Regions from separate parts of the Triticum aestivum genome. Here region 1 is linked to region 2. A link is a contact called in public Hi-C data. All regions are on one chromosome and are shown on one strand. The core of a region is the stretch at or near the end of the contact, and the rest is flanking DNA. Distances in the headings are between cores, read along the strand shown. Region 1 holds the start of LOC123052197 (protein CHROMATIN REMODELING 35). Region 2 holds the start of LOC123052193 (DNA annealing helicase and endonuclease ZRANB3).

Evidence for each region. Hi-C and Micro-C count contacts between places; a contact is called where the count stands out from the background.
Region 1: a contact with region 2 is called in a Hi-C map of leaf, with 6 times the contacts expected there. The contact joins the promoter of LOC123052197 here to the promoter of LOC123052193 in region 2. A contact is called at or near these places in 2 of 5 Hi-C or Micro-C datasets (both in leaf) and 1 of 1 datasets of contacts at active chromatin or transcription factors (leaf).

The regions. Positions count from the first base shown.
Region 1 is chr2D:136,071,504-136,077,727 of IWGSC CS RefSeq v2.1, forward strand. It overlaps LOC123052197 (protein CHROMATIN REMODELING 35), which reads left to right and starts at 4,025. Exons shown (of 6, transcript XR_006424520.1): 1 at 4,025-4,250.
Region 2 is chr2D:135,596,162-135,601,770 of IWGSC CS RefSeq v2.1, forward strand. LOC123052193 (DNA annealing helicase and endonuclease ZRANB3) reads right to left here and starts at 4,255. Exons shown (of 25, transcript XM_044475304.1): 1 at 3,812-4,255; 2 at 2,281-2,604; 3 at 1,811-1,943. The coding sequence starts at 4,150. It also overlaps the pseudogene LOC123052195.

The DNA.
Region 1 (6,224 bases), core at 2,775-5,274, 480 kb after region 2:
CTTGATGATAATCTCCCCGGCTACGTCAAATCTGGAGGCACCTTCACCAGGCCTATTCGTAAGTACGGCAAGCACGTGTTCTCCCACAATACGACGTTCTGCTGCGTCAAGCAGCCGCCTGGCGGTTAGAAGGGTGCCTACTACGCCATCCATCACATGCGGGCGATCGTACAGGACCATCATCAACTACTGCTACTGAGTAGACTCAAAGATTGGGCCGCGAGCGTGTCGGCAATCCAGGACGCGGACATCAGACAAGAATTCTTTCGCATCCAGTCGGAGTTTGCGGAAATCATCCATCAAGATGTCCTTCGTACCTCGGGGCAGTTCTACCTCAGAAATCAACCGTCCAACAGTGACATCAACACAATCCTACAAATGCAGGCTGACAACGCCCGTTGTTTCATGACTCCCACGATAGACGGCGGCTTCATCCACGCTCCGGTCCCTTGAGTCGAGTCGAAAGCAGTGATGCTGTGTCTAGTTCTGAAACATCGATTGGCTCATGTTGTAATTAAACTTTAATGAACTTGTAGTATGTCTCTTTGGTTTCGAGAGTCCTTCAACTTAGATGTAATCGATGCTATTAATGTCTTGCTTTTCTCTTCCGATCGTTCTGTTGCATACTTATATATTGCTTATGTATTGTCTGTGAATTGGTACTAACGTTTCGTTTGGCTACTGCATAGCGATGCCGTGGTATGTCGTGTACAAGGGTAAGGTTCCCGGAGTCTACGACGACTGGGAGGAGTGTCGGAGACAGGTTCACCGATTCAGCGGTAACAGTTACAAAGGGTACGCCACTAGGGCCGAGGCCGAATCTAGATACGCCCGCTATCTAGCGGCAGAGGGGAGGGAGCGTTGGAGGAACCGGATGAAGATGAGTTTCATCGTGATGATGCTCATCGTGATGACCGCAGCTCTCTTCTATGTGATGGTAGTTTAGATGATCGATATCGACTTGTAATGTGAAGACAAACTCGCGGTCTCGAGACTTGTAATATAATGTTCTATCTTTGTTCGGTCTTTTCAATTGGAGACTAATATGATGAATTGTATTCGGAGACTAAAATGATGAATTGTATTCAGAGACTAATCTTCTATTGTATTCGATGAATCTGTTGTTGATGTGTGCTGTCTATATTTTGTCCAATTATACATTTTGTAACCTGTGCAAAAAACAGAAAATTAAAAAATAAAAAACCTAATATTCATACTAATGGCGCATCACATCATAGTGCGCCATTAGTATGCCAAAGGATACTAATGGCGCATCACTAAACAGTGCGCCATTAGTATGCCGAAGTTACTAATGGCGCATCCTGTTGTTGTGCGCCATTAGTATGCCAAAGCACCTGGGTATACATGGCCCCCTGGGAGGCATACTAATGGCGCACTGTTGTATATACTAATGGCGCATCTGGGGTGCGCCATTAGTATACCAGATACTAATGGCGTGCTACTAATGGCGCACCACTAATGCGCCATTAATGTCCAAATTAGGTGCGCCATTAGTAGGCCTTTTCCTAGTAGTGTCCCCTTATATAGGCTAGATATGTTAGGGTTTTATAGGGGGAGATGCGATCTAGGCCGCCGCCCTTCTTGTCTTGGGGAGTCGTGGGAACATAGGTGGTTCTATGACTCTAATATCTCCCTCGACTATCGTGAGACCTCAATGCCCATTTTCGTCAATGTCCCATCTTGGCAGAGGTTGGATGTTCGAGCTGCCAGATCCAGATCGAGATTTGAGCCATGAAACTCAATTTTGGGGTGGGATTGTGAGATTTTGAGTTTGAAATTGATGGGGGAAATTAAAAATGGGGCTAGGAAACCCGAGGGAAGGTGGATCAAATCCAACAAAAAATCACGAAAACAACAAATCACTCAAATATTGGTATGTCTATTTTTTGTGTGGATTTTCAAAATTGGCAAGAACGCAATAAATTTAGGCTATAAAAGTGAGGGGAAGGGGTTCCAATTCATGATAACCTTGCTCATGATACCAAATGATGTAGGGCCAAGCCCTAGTTTTCCTGATCTTCACCGATTGGAGGCGAAATTTGGGAGAGATCAAGAACAACACAAGGGGGAAACACATAAGAGGAACACCCTATTGGACAAGATCCACACACAAGCACTCAAATCACAAGGCAAAGGGATGAATCTCAAGCATTCAACAACAACAAAGGAAAAGATACAAATGTAGTTCATCAAATCTCTATGAGATATGGGTCTTGATGATTCACATGGGGAATCCTTCTCCCGTTAGGAGGCCTTGGTAACCACGGATGGTTCTTCTCCCATTAGGAGTTCTTGTTCTTGTAAGAGGGGATATAGCCCACAAAGGGGAGGTACATGAGCTAAGCTCTATGGTTGGAGTTCTAATCTTAGCTAATCCTATAAAGGAGGTGGAGAGAGGTACATATAGGCTGTTCCACAAAAGGGGTAAGTGGGAAAGGGGCACATGGGCTTTTGGCCCAAGACTACACGTAGGAAGGGGCCGGATGCCCGGATTTTCAGGTAATGAAGGGTCGGATGCCCGAACCGACGTTCAGATGTCCGGGTAGGCTCTAGTGTCTGGTCTCCGTGGGGACGTGTTCCATGTGCCAGATGTGTGGACTGGTGGGGGATGTCCGGCTAGATGATTTGCTCTCTCGACTCCAACCGGATGCCTGGACTGGTGGCTGGACGTCCGATCACTGACTTGTAGTGCATGCATCTTCTTCCATTCCCGCTTCCACACTCCCCTCTTGGTTGGTTGTCGTCCTCTTGTGCTTGCACTCCTCGATACACGTGAAGCTCTCCTTAAACCCATACATGCATGAGAGGGGGTGAAGTAGTATACCATCCAAGAGAGCACCAAGTAGACACGCATAAATGATAAAATTCACCTTAGTATATGTGATGTGTGTCTCCCTTGATGAATGGAGCCAAGTCCATGGTGATGACCCTAGGGTGCTCCGCACCAAAAAGGAAGCAATGTTATTTGACCATGTATTACAATTATATTGACGAATTTTTTCTCAATATATATTATTTTATGGTAAACAATCTGAAAGTGAAATGGTGAACCGATGGCACAACAAGTGATCTTACTGGAAAATACTGGAACCAAAGACCCAAAAGATAGAGTTTAAAACCTAGGTCACCTAAGGAGTAGGCTGAAGCCCAACCTAGGCCTTATAACTATCTCAGCTCAACTCATTTGTTGTAAGAGAATGAAACAATGCTATTGAACCATGTTTTACTATTTGGCATACATTATTGCTCAATATATCTTTTATGGCAAAAAAATTGATAGCAAATCAGCAACACAACTTGTGAAAACCCAAACCGATAACCTCACAGGTTTAATTATCAGTCCATTTTCTTAACCTATGATCTAAACCTACTGTTGTCTTAGGACCATAAGTGCGCATGAGATGGTTGATCACACGAAGTGCAATGGCATCCATCCCATCCCTCCCCAAGTACCGGTGCATCTTTTTAAGAAACACAGAGTATAATATAGACACACACAACGACCACTGAAGACTATAATCACGGAGCTTTAATAATATCGATATCACCATTGTGGTCTTATGATAAAAAATGCATTAACAAGACATCAAATCGTCAAAACACGAGATTTGAGTCGTGGAGATTTAAGATCAATGAAATCACCACTGGCACCTTACTGTCAACAAAACGCTGCCTCATAATAAAAGAAAAGCCACATTAATGAGACAGTAAATCGCCAAAACATCGCCTTTCAATAAAAGAATAATCCGCATTGATGAGACAGTAAACCGTCAAAACACGGCTGTCCACGACCCACGAAATCAGCACTCGCACCTCGATGTCGACAGAAACATCACCTCGCAATAAATAATATCCTATATTACGGAGGTTAAATTCATGATGGACCACCCACCTAACCATCCAACTATGCTGAGATATTCTCACTCACTGAAAGTGACTGTTGGTAACTGACATGTGGACCCGCCAGGTGGCAGGCCCCACGTATCAGCCCCCAAAGTCGGGGCGCGCAGTACACTCGTCACAGAATGTGCGCCCCATCCAACTGAACCTTTTTATGCAACGGGGAAACCAATGCGGCCGAGCAAGGAGACAGTGGCGCCACCCGCCGCTTTCCCAGCCCTCTCCTCCCCTCCGCCCCGCTCCAAAAACCACCGCGCCGCGCCGCGCTTCGCCGTCGTCAGCGGCCATGGACGTCGCCCCCGGCGAGGAGCCCCCAGCGGCGCCCTCTGGTGAGCATCCTCCTCCCGCTCCTCCCCTCCCTGGACGTGACGTGATCCCACCGTGGCGGGTTCTCTGCTACGCCTACGCCGGTGGTATCGGGTCTGGCCTCGCGCGCGGCCGGTGGGGCTTTCGCGTCGGCATAAATATGGCCGGTGCTGCATTTGCGTTCGCGTTGTTGGGAAGAGGGGTTGGGCTGGGTGGATTGGGATTCATGGCGGTCCGGGATTTTGTCAGGGTTGGACGGGGCTGAGAAGATTGCGTACCACCATTTTTCACGGGGTCACTTTAGCTCCAAGTCCGGACAACAAAAAAGGGGTCAGTTACGAAAGGGATTTAATATCTTATTTATATAATTCCAAAAATATCCAAAAAAACGAAAGGGATTTAATATCTTTCTTTTGTATAAATAAAAGGGATTTAATATTTGGGTTGACTAGTTTGCGCTTCACATGTTTGGAGCGCAAATGCTCATTTCATCCCTCAAGTCTACTAGAAATGTTCCCCGTGCTGGATGGCAACTCTTTGTCCCAGTCTCCTGCTTGAATCGAGCAAAGTTCCTGGCAGTGTTTTTTTAGTCGGAGGAAATACCACTGTAATAGTTTACTGACACACAACTCTAGGAAACTCAGTTTCCATTTCCTGTACGTGTCATGCGCCCTAAATCGATGCTTCCCTGTTGTGCCAAACCATAGAGAATGGTGTATGCTTATAATTTGTATTTTTTTTTCTCATTCGAAGAGGCTTATGATTTCTATGGAGTGCTGAAATGATGTTAGCATCCCAATTTACCACTTGGGAACTCATTTTGACTCTTGGTACAAAAGCTCTTGCTTGGGCATGGTGTGCGCTTACAGTTAGCGTTCTCTGCAAGTACCATTTTAAGCCTGTTTTGGAGCCTGAAGTTGCTGTTTTTTTGGACTTCTTTTGTTTAGCTTGAGAGCCAAGGTGAGGGGAGAGGTTGATTGCCACTAAATCCATCCATTTGACATTGAAGTTTAGGTTATTTGGGACCTCACCTTGTTGTGTTTTTCTTTTCTTTAGTCGCTCTTTTGGCTGGGCATTCTGAGTATGATTAGAAGCAAAAAACTGTTTTTGAGTTTGTACTAATGCATACTGTAGATGTTTTTGCTAGTGTATGGCTACTAGCTTTATGCATCCTCTGTTCCTGAAATCACGGCGTAGATTTTCTTCTGCTTCCTTTTTCAGTGAAAGAAGGTGCAAGCTTAGTTTTGCACCACAATTTCTGAACCCTCCTGTCATGACACTACGATTATAGGCACGCGTTCCCGCATCCTAGTCTCCACTTATCCCCTGTCTCCTGCACTCTTCTACTTCCTACTTCCTTTTTAGATCCATGCTCATCGTGTTGCTCGACACCCTGCTCGGCTTGCTCGTTGGTGTGGGCACCTGACACCCTTTGTGGCCACTCTGCATCTGCCACTGGCAAAGCCTAGCTGGGTACACCCTCGGCGGCTGTCAACGCCAAGGATATTGACCTCGGCCAGTGTGCTCGTGCGAGCCCAAGGTCAAGTCCGGCGTGAAGTTCTCGCGCCGGCACTGCCACGGTCTCGATCCGGCGTGACCATTCAGCAAAGACAAAGGAGTAAGTGCCAAGCTCCATGGTTTAGGTCCATAAAGAATCATCATAAACAGAGTTGGAAGAGAATTAAGGAGTGGAACACTCTTAGTCAAAACTCCATGGTTTAGGTCCATGGAAGATTGGAGAAGAGAGTGGTGACCATGGTGTTTGGGAAGGTTGTTTTTATAGGTTAACTACAAAATTGGACTCGTATAATCAAATTGGCGCTCATACTCCAAATATTTCAGTGAAGCATCTAATCCCTCCCTTCAAATTCCTTCCCTCCATTTTCATGGAAATTTCAATACTCAAATTTGCGGTGAAGCAATGGTTTTAATCAGTGCCATAATGCAACGTGTAGCCAGTGCCTGGGCCATGCATGAGAACCAGCAGCGCGACGAGG
Region 2 (5,609 bases), core at 3,005-5,504:
TTGCCTCCAACCCTACTGGAGGGAGAGCCACGGGGCGGATGGACAGCGATGAAGATGACGCATTATCTTTTGCAGGGCAGGAGTGCAGAGGAGGAATGCTGCGAGGAAGGGAACCAGAGGAGTGCACAGTGGTTGCAGAGGGACAGGAAGATGGAGAAAGACAACAGTTTTGTCGCGACATGGTTGGAAACCACGTGCGTGTTTGCTAAATAGAACAACCTTTTTATCAATGACTACATGTCCTGTAGAAACGCATATGCATCCTACTGGTTACACAAAAATATTACTTGACCAAAAAATGAAAGGCGACAATTGTGAAGTCAACTGAGAGCCTGATTTGAAACCACCCAGCCAGTTGCCAAATACTACTGCTTTAGGATTTTCATTTTTATGGGAACATACAAGTACCACCCATAACTTGGCTAGGTAGCAGACCAACATGGTAAACTTGAACATGAGCCTATTTGGTTGCTAGCGTTTCAGTCCAAAAAACTTCGGTTGCTAGCCACATGTAGCCAAAAGTATGGCATGTCACTTTTGTGGCAAGCAAATTCTTACCCGAAAGTGTTGTAAAGTTTGGCCCAAAAACATGTGTCAACGACATGCAGGACATAGGACTGAAAATGTGTGATGAGCCATGAGCCAGAAGTTTCGCAAATAGCCAAACACCGGCACCACAATTGCCAAACTAAGGTGTGGCAAGCAAGTAGTGGCTGTTGAAGTGTATATGTGGATTGCCTAGCCCTTTCCATCAGTTCGGACTTTTGGTTGCGTTGGCTAGTGCATGAAGCTTATCATGGTATCAGGGTCCAAGGTCTTGAGTTCAAGTCCTGGCTTACGCAATTTATCCAAAAATTGTTGTTTCCCCCTTTGTGTCCACGTATGAGCCTCTTGAGCCATACCTCTGAGTCTATCCACGTCTTGACCTTCCGCATCACACGTGAGAGGGGGTGTTGAAGTGTACATGTGGATTGCCTAGCCATTTCCATCAGTTCAGACTTTTGGTTGTGTTGGCTAGTGCATGAAGCTTAACAGTAGCCACAGACCTAGCAATGAGTTAAGGCATGTTTGGTTCACTGCCATAGTTAACCAAACTTTAGTTAGGCAAGTTTGAAACTCTACGGTAGGTGTTTAGTTCTTTGGCACATTGTCCTGACATGAACCAACCTGGCATAGACTCTTTCCTGAACTTGCTTAAGGTGTGACCCGAAAAGGAGTGGCTTGCCATAGTTCGCCACAACTAGGTAAGGCAATGTGGTTTTGGTTTGATAATTTGTTTTCTGCATTCAGTGCCACATTTAATTAGAACAAATGAACCTTTGTTAGAACTTAGAACATCATCAAAACACAAGCTAATCTATGGTTCTATGTTCAGTAAGATACTAAGATCCAAGGATAAGTCAACTTATGAAAAGCAATATTGGACTAATGATCCATTGAAACTAGGTATAGAGTGATCTGGTCCATCTATGATTGTTCATACGGAATGCAATTTTGTCCTGCAACTGTTTTTACTGCAATATTCAAAACTGACGCTGATGCAACAAATGAATGATATCTGGGCCAAAAGAATTCGATACTTAGAATTTGTATGGATAAAATACAAAATATGCAATTCCATATATGGAGATCGTTACCACATGGCACATGTGGTAGGCAATTCAAACTTGATGAAAATAAATATGGAGATCGTTGTAACTTCACAAGCATTCAGGATCAAATTAGATACACTAAAGATATGAAATAATTATAATACCAGGTTTGACATCAGTAAAATTAACTCTTGAATAATGAAACTCTGAATCAGTACCAAGATGAATATCTTTTGGAAGAAATGAAGGATCCCAGCGTTCCAATTCCTCCGCCCAAGTATAACGCAGAACAGCTGGACACACTATTAATAGAGGGCCCTCGTCCTTGAAGCAACAAGCTATTGCAATTGCCTGCATTTAAATAAATGAGAACATACTGCTTCCCCATTCTGTTCAAGAAAATAATACTGCTTCAACATGGGGGAAAAAATTACGCTCAAAAGCAGATATGATGATTTCTTCATAAGGTCTAAAAAGCAAGTGCTATATAATTAACTGTTCAGTAAAATAGACATAAAATTCCTAATCCGTTACTGCCCAAAATGTATTGATGCAAGCTCAATATCAGTGTGCTCAATATCCATATGCCAATTTACTGTATTTTGCAAGTTGTAACACCGTGGAACAAACAATTTTCTGCATATAAACTATCCGCACGATAGTTATACACAAAATACAATATGCTCACCTGGAGAGTCTTGCCAAGCCCCATCTCATCTGTAATAAGGCAGCGCCCTTGCCTCCGAAGCCCAAATTTCACACCTTCAAGTTGGAAGGGTAGAAGTGCATCTCGTAATCGACGTGGCAGCTTCATGAGAAGCTCGTCAACTTCTTTATCAGAAGCGCAGTTTGTGCCAGCATTTTGAACAGCACGGCTTGTTCTATAAGGTATATCTTGCACAACAACGCCAGTCAACTTCTTCAAGCATTGCAACACCAGCTCATAGTGCACAAGTTTAAAGACAGAAGAAACATGCCCGCTTTGACTTTGTGTTGTGGAGAATGGTACAGCCTACCAACAATAAGAGGGAAGATATCAGTTTAGATTCTAGACCAAAAGGCTTATCATCCAGAAAAGGGACTAAGAAGTAAGAACCAGATGAAAATAATTATTACAGCAGAAGTTTACATTTTATGCTTAAAAGCATCCACAAATTATTCGATCCCCAAAAGGATTACTCTAAAATGTGATATAATCACCATTTACTCCCTTCAGTCCTATAAAAGCTGCCATTTCAGACATCTTCGCGGTCTTCAAAATACATCTTGGATCGTTAACTTCTATTGCAATATATCTATAAAATCCAAAAATGAATATTGCAGAAGTACTTTCTGAAACAGATTCACACATAGGATTTTCAAGTATCTAATCTAAACATTTTGCAAAGATGTTATCAATCAAAATATCAATAGTTTGACTATATATTCTTGTCCAAAAGGTATGTTTTATAGAAGCGAATACTGTGAAGATAACTTAGTGGCACAATCATTTACAGATTAAAAAGGTGACAGTGAAATATGGATGAAATAACAGTTGCTGGCACTTTATATACTCAAATATTAGTTGCGGCATTCGGTAGGTACCAGCAATTGCCCATAAAGCTGATATCTGGAAGGCCAAGCAAATTCTTCAACGCTCGGCAGTTAGGCCAAAAGGCGGGGCATTGTCAGGGTTCGACCTCCAATGTTTGCGTCTAGCATTCTATTGCATAGAGCCATAGACAGACAGAAGATTGGGCAAAGTATGTTTGGAGCAAGGTCGTTGAGGTGATTATCCATGTGAAGGTATGAATGGGTTGATTTGGCGATGGCACAGGGGATTAGATCACTAGGCTATGAGTGAACCAAACCTTCTGACAAAAATCCATATGAAATACAGTATCCATTTAGCAAGAAAATGCTCTAAAACGAGCAACTGGCCAAGAACCCAAATTAAAGAACGGCTATTTGTCAGACACGCGGAATGGGCAAATAACCACCGCGTTCTTCGAGCGGTTCAGGCATGTCGAATCAAAGAACAAAGAATGATCACGAAAACACTGGCAAACACCAAAGCTTTGCCAAGAAATACGAAACAAGACACTTTGAAGAAACTCTTGGTATCAAGGAAGCACGGAATTACTCGCGCATCGCCAAGAAAGAACCAGATCCCTAATCGGAGCCCGAATCAGCAAGAGATGCGTGCACTGGACAAGGATTCAAGAACGCGAGGATCGTACCGAAGCGACGCAGTCCTCGACGGCGCGCAGGCAGTCGGCCTCCCCGGGGAAAGCCTTGCCCTCCGTTCGGCCCACCGTCACCTGGAACTCGTCGGGGCTGCACACCTCCAGCACCGCCCGGAACCCCGTCGGAGGCGCGGGCGGCGGAAGCGGCTGCGGCGGCGGACGCGGGGGCAGAGGATGGGCGATTCTTGGGCACTTGGCGAGCCTGAGCGACTCGGCGGTGGTGCCGGCGGCGGCGGCGGAGCGCTTGAGCCTCTCGAGGGCGGCGAGGCGGCTGGCCTCGATGCGGCGGCGCTGCTCCTCCGTGAGCCGCACGGGCTCCGCCGCGATCTCCATGAACCACGCCCGACTAGCACTAGGGGTTGCGGAGGCGTGGGGGTTCTCTGACAGGGAACGGCGGGCGTTCCGCCGCTGGGGGGAACGGAACGGGGAGGGAGCGGGGAACGGCTAGACGAAGGATATATTGGGCCACCAAGCCCGTGTTTGATATACGCCGCACTGGGCTGGGCTGGGCTGGGCCCCCTCGCCACCAAGCCCGTGTTCTGACGATACCAGAAAGCAAATCTAGACTCCCCTCAAAAAAGAAAAGCAAATCTAGACCGCATGTTCTCCTAAAAAAATCTAGAGCGCATGATCTTACTTGAAAGAAAACAATCTAGAGCAATGGGAAACTGTGTACTGCAGAGGAAGTACAGCAAAGAGCCAAAGAACTTAGGTTAAAAAAAAAAAAAAGAGCCAAAGAACTTGGGGGATGCTGGCAAAATTATACTCCCTCTCTAAAGAAATAATACTCCCTTGTATTTATAAAAAGTCTAGAGCCAAAAAAGAATTCTTATATTATGAGACGGAGGGAGTATAATCTAAAATGTCTTATATTTCTTTATAGAGGGAGTACTTCTCGACTTCGTATCTGTCGTCTGTACAGTAATTTCGATTGGTCAGAGCACCGCCTGTCAAGGCGGAAGCTGCGGATTCAAGACCCTTCAGTCTAATACAAATCGTGCAACTTATATGATCTCCAACTCCAAGCCTCCTACAAGTAAACAAGGCTGTATTTTCAACGGCGGACAACATAAAGAATCAGCAAACTTTGAAAATGATAAACAGGCTCTGGCATAAGCAACAGTACAGATCGATGTAAGCTAAGAGTGTTAAACAGATCTCAATAACATCACACTAGTTATGCAGTTGGAAATAGCATCAACCCATACACCTACACCTGTTCATCAGACAAATTTTGTCCAGTACCCTTACATAGCACACCAATAGGTGAGATGGTGGCCAATTGTGCGATGCTGCACAATTAGCAACTACTCGCTCCATAAAGAAATATAAGTGTTTAGATCTGATCTAAACGCTCTTATATTTCTTTACAGAGGGAGTAACAAACATAAAAAAAGACAAATTTTGTCCAAATCAAAGGACCTATAGGACGACTCCTTCCGTTCCCAAATTTCTATAGCAGCAGGACACGAATCAAGTCAGTAGAAACAAAACAATACAGTTAGGAACAGCACATGAATATATGAGGTCCAATATGGGCACCAATTTTACAACTCGGTCTCATCACACCTTGCTACATATGCTCTGCACATGTAGGACAAGGCGAAAGGTCGGCATGGTCATTACAATGACGAGAACAACAGAGAATCGATCAACAAGCAGAGAAGAGACCACAGAGAAACAGCATTTTCATCTGATGCACCAGTACGGACAACACTGCGGTTAGATGCAAAGCTAGCTGCACGATCTTGTCGCCTTGCAGTTTTGCCGCGCCCATGCCTTCTCGCTGTTA